Linked DNA regions of Anser cygnoides: region 1 is linked to region 2. A link is a contact called in public Hi-C data. All regions are on one chromosome and are shown on one strand. Each heading gives the region's core, a stretch centred on a gene start, on an enhancer-like site or on the middle of the called end of the contact. The rest is flanking DNA. Distances are from core to core; before and after follow the strand shown.

What was found. Hi-C and Micro-C count contacts between places; a contact is called where the count stands out from the background.
Region 1: a Hi-C map of fetal liver shows a contact between it and region 2, with 1.9 times the contacts expected there. The contact joins the promoter of SNAI1 here to the enhancer-like site in region 2. A contact is called at or near these places in 4 of 7 Hi-C or Micro-C datasets (fetal liver, granulosa cells and liver).

Annotation. Positions count from the first base shown.
Region 1 is chr16:8,816,986-8,821,142 of Taihu_goose_T2T_genome, forward strand. It overlaps SNAI1 (snail family transcriptional repressor 1), which reads right to left and starts at 2,275. Exons shown (of 3, transcript XM_048072602.2): 1 at 2,118-2,275; 2 at 998-1,507. The coding sequence starts at 2,196.
Region 2 is chr16:8,764,083-8,768,627 of Taihu_goose_T2T_genome, forward strand. No RefSeq gene overlaps it. Among named protein-coding and RNA genes, the nearest start is that of UBE2V1, 19 kb to the left of the region's middle. Within about 2 kb of position 3,044, at least 1 of the 3 cell types and tissues checked has open chromatin away from gene starts, as enhancers often do. A contact at or near this core is called in fetal liver, where this site is marked.

The sequences.
Region 1 (4,157 bases), core at 1,025-3,524, 52 kb after region 2:
ATGCAGGCTGTTATTATTCGCCCGAGAGCCAGCGCTGCCCGGCCTGCATTCACTCAGAGGAAAGCCTCGGACTTGGGAATTTCCTGCTCACAGAAAAACCTCTGGTCGCAACCCCAGAAAAACGACGCCAGGAACATCTGCGAGCGGCGAGGCAGTTCGGCTTACAAATGCAGCCACGACATTGAGCTCCGGCCCTGAGCTAAGGGAGCCGTCTGCGGGGCGGCAGGGAAGCGGAGCTCTGTTAATTATATCATAGCGGCTGAAAGCCGCCGGCTCCAGGGTGAGTGCAGCTATTTCCTCCGCGCCCGCGCTCCCCCTTCTCCTTCCCGGCTCGCATTGAAAAGCCCGGCCAGGGTGAATTCCCCTCAAAGGCTCTTTTGGAGGAAACAAACGCCTATGCTCAATTTGGAAAGCACAATCGAGTCTTCCCGGCTTCCTTCAGCCGTCATCTTTAGTACGCTGAGAGGGTGTGAAATCAGTGCCAAGCGACAATTAAACTGTCCCGGTAGCGCCACAAAGGATGCTCGGGAGATGCATTGTAGGCGCGGGGCGGGCTGCAGCTGCGGCCCCGCACAACAGGTGCAGGGGGCGGCCGCCGGCACCTGCCCCACGCACCTCGCGCCCCGCAAACCTCCTGGTGCCCCGGGGAGCGCACGGAGCCCACGGTGGCGGGCTGGGTGTGCAGGCGGGGATGCTGCTGGCACGGTGGGGAGCACCCCAGTGGTGTGTCACAGCCCCGGTTCGTGAAATTCAGGGTGAGCACGTGCCGTCAGCTCAGGGCTGGCTGGCGCGGCACGGATTTACGGGCCGAGCCTTGACCCCACGCTCGGTTCCAGCCGGGAGGATATTTAAAGGACGTTTTAGAGATGTGCCGAGGGGGTTTGGGAAGCCCTTATCTTCCGAGATAACACCCCAACCGCTGATTCGCTTCGGGCTGCGGAGCGGGGAAGCCGGGGGCGATAAGGGAGGGAGGGAGAGGGGCGAGAGCCAGCATTACCGGTGTGCGTCCGGATGTGGCCCTGCAGCAGCCAGGGCCGGGAGAAGGCCTTGCCGCACATCTTGCAGACGCAGGGCAGCGTGTGGCTCCGGATGTGCATCTTGAGAGCCCCCAGGCTCACGTACTCCTTCTCGCAGTACTTGCAGCTGAAGGATTTCCTGGTCTGGGCGTCGCAGTGCAATTGTTTGTGCTTGGAGAGCCCGGCGAAGGTGGAGTAGGCCTTGGCACACTGGGCGCAGCGGAACCGCTCGGCGGCAGCGGGGGCCGAGGCTGGGCTGGGCGGCCCCGAGCTCTTGCCCTCGTCCTCCTCGCTGGAGAGCGCCGTCAGGTCCAGGGCAGGCGCCGCGCCGCCCGCTGCCTCCGCCTCGGTGCCCGGGCCGGCCGGGAAGAGGCTGGAGAGCAGCCCCGCGTCCCACACCAGCGGTGGGTAGTAGGCACCGGGGCCGAGCACCTCGGGCGGGGGGATGACGGACAGCGGGCACGTCTCGTACAGCAGCGGGGCGGCCAGCACTGTGGGGACAGGCAGCGCTCAGCGGGGTGCCCAGCCCCTGAGCGGGGCGAGGGGACCCCAACCCACCCCACGGGGGGCTCCGCACCCAGCAGAACGTGGTGCCTGAGCCCCGCTACGGGGCTGTGCAAACCCCCCTGGGGCAACGGGACCCAACCACATCCCACGGGCACCCCCACGCCCCAACCACCCCAAAGCCAAAGGAACCAGAGGGCCCCCAACCCACGCGGCGGGGCACAGCAGCCCACCCTGGGGAACACAGACCCACCCCACGGGAGCTCAGCACCCCATGGCAAGGGAGGTGGCAGAAGGGTCCCTGCCCATCCCGCCCCACATCGCGGGGACCTCACCGCACCCACCCCACGGGGGGAGCCCCCGGGGTCGGGTCCCCGCTCCCCCACCCACCCCACGGGGGGACTCCCCTGGGGCAAGAAGCACGGGAGACCCCGGAGCCCATCCCACCCGTGGCAATTAGCAAATTAACCCCCCCCAGAGGGGGGCAAAAAGCCTCCCGGCCGCTCCCCCCCGGGGACAGGAGGCGCCCCCGCGCCGTGCTGCAGCCCGAAGCCCTCGGGGGCGGCTCGGCACGGCTCGGCTCGGCTCGGCACGCACCGGTCTGGCTCTCCAGCTCGCTGTAGTTGGGCTTCTTGCTGGCCGAGAAGTGCTTCTTCACCAGGAAGGAGCGCGGCATCTTGCAGCCCCCGGTGCCGCCGCCCGCCGCGGGGCCGCCGCGCCCGTTAATATGGGATCGGGGCCGGGGGGCGGTGCGGGGCCGGGGAGGGCGGTGCGGGGCCGCCCCCGGCTCCCGGAGCCAATGGGGCGGGCGGGGAGGGAGCCCGGCAGGTGCCGGCCCCAGCCCCGGGGCCGGGCCGGGGGGAGCGGAGGGGCCGCGGGCGCCGGGACCGGGATCGGGGACCTGGGACACGCCGCTGGTGCCCGCGGGGAGGGGGTTTTGGGGTCCTCCGTGCGGGCTGCTGTGCCCCGCCGCGTGGGCTGGGGGCCCTCTGGTTCCTTTGGCTTTGGGGTGGTTGGGGCGTGGGGGTGCCCCCACTGGGATGTGGTTGGGTCCAGCCCAGGATCCCTGGGGATGCTCCCCGGGGAAGCCGGGCATCAGACCTCTGTGTCCCGTCCTGTCCCTTCCCTGCTCTCCCCTTCTCTTCCCTTCCTATCCTTTCCCTTCTGCCCTTCCCTTTTTCCCCTTTTCCCTTCCCATCCCTTCCCTTCTTCCTTTCCCCTTTTCCCTTCCCATCCCTTCCCTTTTTCCCCTCCCCTCCCCACTGCCCAGCCCCAGCTCTGCCCCCCCGGGGCCCGGCACCTGCTGGGCGCTGTTTGGCCGCAACCCGCCCCAAATGCAGAAGTGGAAGCGAAGCTGGGGGGGGGGGGGCACACACAGCTGCAGCCCCCCGCCCCATTGCTTGGAGCCGCATCCCTCCCTCCTCTGCTGCAGGACTGCCCTCGGCTTCCCGCGGGTGTTTCCCCCTGGGATTTGCCCCCGGAGGATCAATGGGGGGGGCCGGGGCCCCCCCGTGGGTGCGGCGATGGGGCTGGGGCCACTCCAAGACGTGGGGTTTTCTCTGTGGGAAACCCCTTCGTCCCGCAGGGTGGCGGATGGATGGTGGGAGCCCTCCCCAGGGCTGCACGTGGGGGAAAAAAAAAAAAAAAAAAAGGGGAAAAAAAAAAAAAAAAGGAAAAAAAAAAAAAGGAAAAAAAAAAAGGAAAAAAAAAAGGAAAAAAAAAGGAAAAAAAACCACCAAAGCCAGACAAACAAACAAACAAAAACACTTTTACCGGAGGGAAAATCCGGATCCCGGAGGACGAGCGGCAGCCGCCCCTTGCGCCCCCCCGGCCGGGGGGAGCGGCCCCGGGAGCGGGGTCCCGGCGGCGCGCCCGGGGCTCCCCCTGCTGGCGGCGCGCCCCCGCCGGGGCCCTGGAGAAAAGCCCCCGGGGCGCAGCGCTTCGGCAGGCCGCCAGCCTTGCCGGGCCGGGGGCAGCTGGCAAAGCCACGCCTGAGTTTAGCAGTCCTGACCGGGCGAGGCTAATCCCTCCCGTGCCGGTCTCAGCGGCGGCCGCGTGCCTCTGTCAGGTTGGCTGTGCCTTTGTCACACGGGCACCGGGACCCAGGCCACGCTGTTAGCGCCTGACCACGGGCAGGGGCCTTTACAAGAGGCTGTTCCCCAGGGCAAGGAGCCCAGAGGGATTTAGTGCGGGTATTCCAGATGAAGTGATGCTGATCGTGTTAGGCAATTAATACCGGCATCAATTTATCAGCAGCTTAAGGCCACCGTTTGACCAGAGACAGATTCATAAAAAAAAAAAATAGCCTAAATGCATGCTCGTCTCCTCCCCTCTTGTCCCTCTCCCTACGTGCTAATTTTGCTGGCTCCCTGTGCCAGACGCTGGGCATTTCACAGGCCAAGGCAGCCCGATTGCATTACCGCCAACAATGGGCCTTTGGGACTCAGCGCGGCCACAAGATCAGCTGCTGACGAGGTGAAAGCAGCTCCTCTGGCAGAGCACTTGGCTCTCCTGCAGTCATACTTCACGGGATTTAGGAGCCCAAACCAGCCCCTTCTGCAATAAGGCCTTTAAAATTGAGTTCCTGCACACCAAAGAGATGAATCAAGGTGGAACAACACACATGCCTCTCACCAG
Region 2 (4,545 bases), core at 1,794-4,293:
CTGGTGTGTCTGAAGGAAAAGATACAAAGAGGTAATAAGTGAGTGCATCGGCCATAAAATAGATGCTGTTCCCTGGAGCCGGTACTGCTGGAAGTGACTGAAGCGTTGCTCAGGGAAGAGGCTGTGGTTTGAGCAGGACCTTGCCACCGGACTGCTCCTGCTGCTGCCTCGGAGGGGCTGCACAAGGCGTCGTGGTAGCAAACGCCCCGGCCGCGTCCATAAAACCTCGCCCGCGGTGCTGGCGGCGGTCGGGAGGGTGTTTGAGCCGGCTGCTGGCGTGGGGACGGTAGAGGGAGCCAGCAGGCTGTGCAACGCTTTGGGCCAAGCAAGGTGCAAGGGCTGCCTCATCTAAATGTTAACTCCTCTTGTGGGAACCGCTTTTCATACTTATCCTGAATCGATTTCAGTTTTAAAAGCCTGTTTAACGTGACTTTCTTACTGCACAGGCATTAGGGGAAGACCAGCGGTGCAGTGAGGTTTTACTTGTTAATAAAGACTGACTGTTGCTTGCTTCTTGCTTTGCTGCAATTAAACTCTTTGTGTTTTTTGGGAGCGTGTGCTTAAATATACCTTTTCTGAACTCTTAGCCCTGTAGTGTTTTGTACTTAAATTTTAGGTTTCTTTCATCATCATTTAGAGTAACAACTTTTAAGCCAAAAAGTGTCAGCAGCTGCTCTGTACCATGCCGGTGCTGTCTGAGTTTCAACCTGGGGAATTCATACAGGGACGAACAGCAGCACAGCAGGAAAAGCAGCCAGTGCACGCAGAGCTGAGTGTAGTCGTGCCCCTAATTCTTGGGCAAACAGCCTGACCAAAGAACAGGCTAGCCTGAATGCTTTATCTTAGCTGTACTTAAGAGCTGCGATACCAGAGCTCCCTCTGGAAGTACCAGGCAGATGCAGCGTTAAGTTATGCCAATTTTAGCAAGGGAAACAGAAGCCAGAGACTTTTTCAAGAGTCCTTGACAGTGTAAGAAGCGTTGAGATGTGCTCTCACTCCCTTTCCAAATATCAGTCTTTGTAGTGTCTTGCCTGGAGTTGTAGGTGCTGTTTGTGGCTTACCGTGCTGTTTGCAGTAATTGGCCGTTAGGCGTTTGAGGTTGGTGCTTAACCTCCAGGACAGTGTTTCCTACACCAAGGAACAACACAGGGAATTCAGTTTGTTTTTTTTTTAAGCTGGCATTTGCTTGCACTGAAACAAGGGAGTTCCAGTTCTGCACGTACCTGTAAATATGTGCCTGCTTCAAGCTCTACCTACCTCAAGCTCAAAGACGGTGAAGAAATCTGATGATATTCTTAATATCTTTTTTTTTTTTTTTTTAATTTACTATTTAAATTTAAGAAGTTTTCTCTGATGGCTTAGAGTTTTCCTAAGTCAGTGGAAATTGCCATCTTGCATTAATCTCTGGCTCGGATGCTGTCCAACAGCCCGTTAACTTTGCTGTTGACTAAGAGTCAGGTCCCTTAACAGCTTCTCGTTTTCTCTGGTCCTGCTGCAGCAGATTGCAGGGGAAGGTGCTTAACTTTTAAGCCTGCGAAGGGCCCAAGTGAAGTCAAATAGAAGTTAGGCACATGCTTAAGTGCTTTGTTGGAGCAGAGCCAGCATGCTCAGCCTCTGCTAGGAAAGGGACTTTTTTAGCCTTTATTGAGTGTCTTCTCCCTAGCCATCCTTTCTGGGTGCTATGTCCCCTGCGTTCGTGCCTTTGCATTTTGCCCATGTCTCCCCCATTTGTTGCGACAAAAAAGCGAAGAGCAGAAGACAACCTGGAAGATAAGGAGATAAGGTAGATTCTCATCACTTTATATCTGTCAAGCATCTTGTCGCCTTTTTCAGCCTTATCTTCTTTTAAATAAAGCCTACAAAGGGTTTTCAGAAATGTGGGTCCTGTCCTAATTTTCTACCTCTCAAGCTAGGTTGTTGGCGGCTTTGCCCTGACTTGTCTAGAAAGCCTTGCGGTACGGTGATGGGTAATGAGAGGGGAGAATAAATGTCAGATTCTGTCTAAAAGTCCCTTTCTCTCTCAGTTGCTCAATGTTTTTATGTTGTCTTATTTCATTAGCTCTCCACTCATCAAAGAAAGCGTTGGGATAGCCAAAGACAAAATTTCTTGGGGTGGGGAGGAACAGCCAAGAGTTCTGGAAAGCGAAGGGAAGCAGACTTCTGAGCTGTCTTTCTCAGAAATGTGTCCATTTTCCCTTCTCTTTTTACACGTCTGCTTTAAACCCCCTTGTCCAGAATTTGCCTGGTAACACACTGCAGAGAACAGGGGAGTTGTGTGCCTTGTGCTGCAGGCCGCGGGGCAGATAGGCGCTGATTTGTGGGGTGTGTGAGTGCTGGCAGATTTCGTGCGGGATGGGGCTGAGGCAGCGGGGCTGGCGGCGCGGGTCCTGAGCGCGCTGGGGCTGGGGCAGGGTGTCGGGGCGAGCAGGGGGGCTGTGAATCAACAACCAGCTGCTTTCTCTTCCCTCGGAGCAGGGAGGAGCACATGTCAGCAGGACGCACACACAGGCCCACACCTTCAGGAGTATTCCTGGAAATTGGGGGTAATGCTTAATTACAGCTTTTTGTAATCGCTGGGGCTCGGCCGCTGTGCAAATGTAAATAGGGTCGTGATAAAGAGCCCCTGTGTGTGTAACGCTGGGGCAGTGGCTGGGCTTGGGAAACAACTGAGCAGAACAGAGATCGCAGTAAGATATTTGCCAAACTTCTTTCCCTCCAAAGAGACCTCTTAAATCCCTGGGCTACCAGATTAAATGTTGTCCAAGGTTAGCGGCCAGATGTTTCTCAGCTGCTTGGACTGCTTTCCAGCTGAGAGCGAGCGAGTGGCTATCCAACATGCAAGCATTAATATAAACATTTTAGAGGCCTTGCCTTGAGCAAGCCATTAAAAACTTCCCACGATACTGAGAGTGCTGCTGGCTTCCTCAGAGAGCATCAGCGTTTTGTAGATCACACTCGAGCACCCCGCGCGGGTCAGACGCGGGCTGCCACCTGCTAACGCAGCGCTGGGGCCGCGCCTCCCCCTCGCTTCGGTGGCGCCAGAGCAGTGTGGTCCCTGGAATTTGATTATTTGTGTTAGCAGATAATTTAGGCCAGAAGGCTTAGAGTGTTCCCTTCCTTCTCTGGATGTCGTCATGCTTCCCAGCAAAACACAATCCCGGGTCCTGTGTCCCTTCCCTTCCCCTCACCCCGCCAGTACAACGAAACCGCTTTCAGCTTGCCTCCTTCGCAGGGTCACTGTCCACTAGGTTTAAGCTCATCCGTGCCTTGCGTAGGCCTGCCGGGAGGGGAGGATTTGATCAAATCCAGCATGTACGGTCATGTTTTTAATTACTGCATACATTAAAAAAATGAGTTTTTAATGTGTGGTTCTTCTCCTGAAATATTCCCGATTCCACTTGTGAACTCCCGTCGGTGTGAAAGGAACATCCCTCGCAGGTCACTGTTGCTTCTGTCGGCTCTCAGTGCCTTTTCTCCAGCACCTGGACCGCTCTAGTCCTAAAGCGAGGAGCATTTTGATCCAAACCCGGGTCCTGCCGGAGCTGAGGGCTGCGTGGCTGTACAGGCAGCCTCTGCTCCTCTCGCTGGGGAGTGCATCGCAGGCTGGAGCTGGGGGTGAGTTTGTGCCTCGGGCTCTGTTTCTGCAGCGTGTATGACAGTTCCCCGCGGTCTCCTGGCTTCTTGCCTTGAAGCTGCTCTGTGCCCAGGTGGCAGACGCCCCGTGCCAGCCCGAGGTGCTGGGCAGTCGCCGTGATCTGGGGCTGCTGCCGGAGCTCCTCGCCGTGGGCTGCGGTGGGAGCTCAGATCCCCGCTGGAGGTGGCTTCTCTTACACAAGGTTTGAAAGTCACTGGTGGTACGGGCGTGTGTGAGGAGGGAGGTTTAACAGAAATGACTTGGATACTTACACCGGAACGGTTCACGCTAGGCTTCTTGTGCAGCTTCGCTGGGGGAAGACATCTGACAGAGACAACTACTCGCTGAGCTCATGAACCCCAGAGCACTTCGTGTGTCTGTAACTGGGTTGCGGAACCCATGGGAGATGTTTGCTGTGCTGGGCACCGAGCAGGAGCCCCTGAAGCTGGGGCAAACAGAAAAGCAGAAAAAAAAACAACACGTCAACAAACCCAACCTGAGGAGGCCAAGCCTCTGCTCTCGAGTTGTTCAAACCCCGCTCTGCTGTCCCGTCATGGCGGCGCGCTGTGCAGAGCAGCAGGGAGAGGGATTCCTACCGAAGGCGGTGTGTCCCCAGGCAGGCCGCGCTGCCGGTCAGCTTCTCTGTGACGTGGTCTCTGCTTTCTTCATCCCCTGCTCGGGCAGGAGGTGTAACTCCGCGTGTTCCGACAGGGTCTGGCGTTGTTTACATAGGCTGTGCCTGGCCCGCAGGTTGAATCCATCAGTTTGATAGCCCCTGACACTCTTACATGGGGCGAACGCTTCCTGTTTAATTACCTGTAATAATAATAATAGAAAAAAAAGGGTTGGGAATAGAAGTTTTAAACAAGTTTCTCGGAGTATGGTTGCATCCAATCAGTTCGCATGCTGCG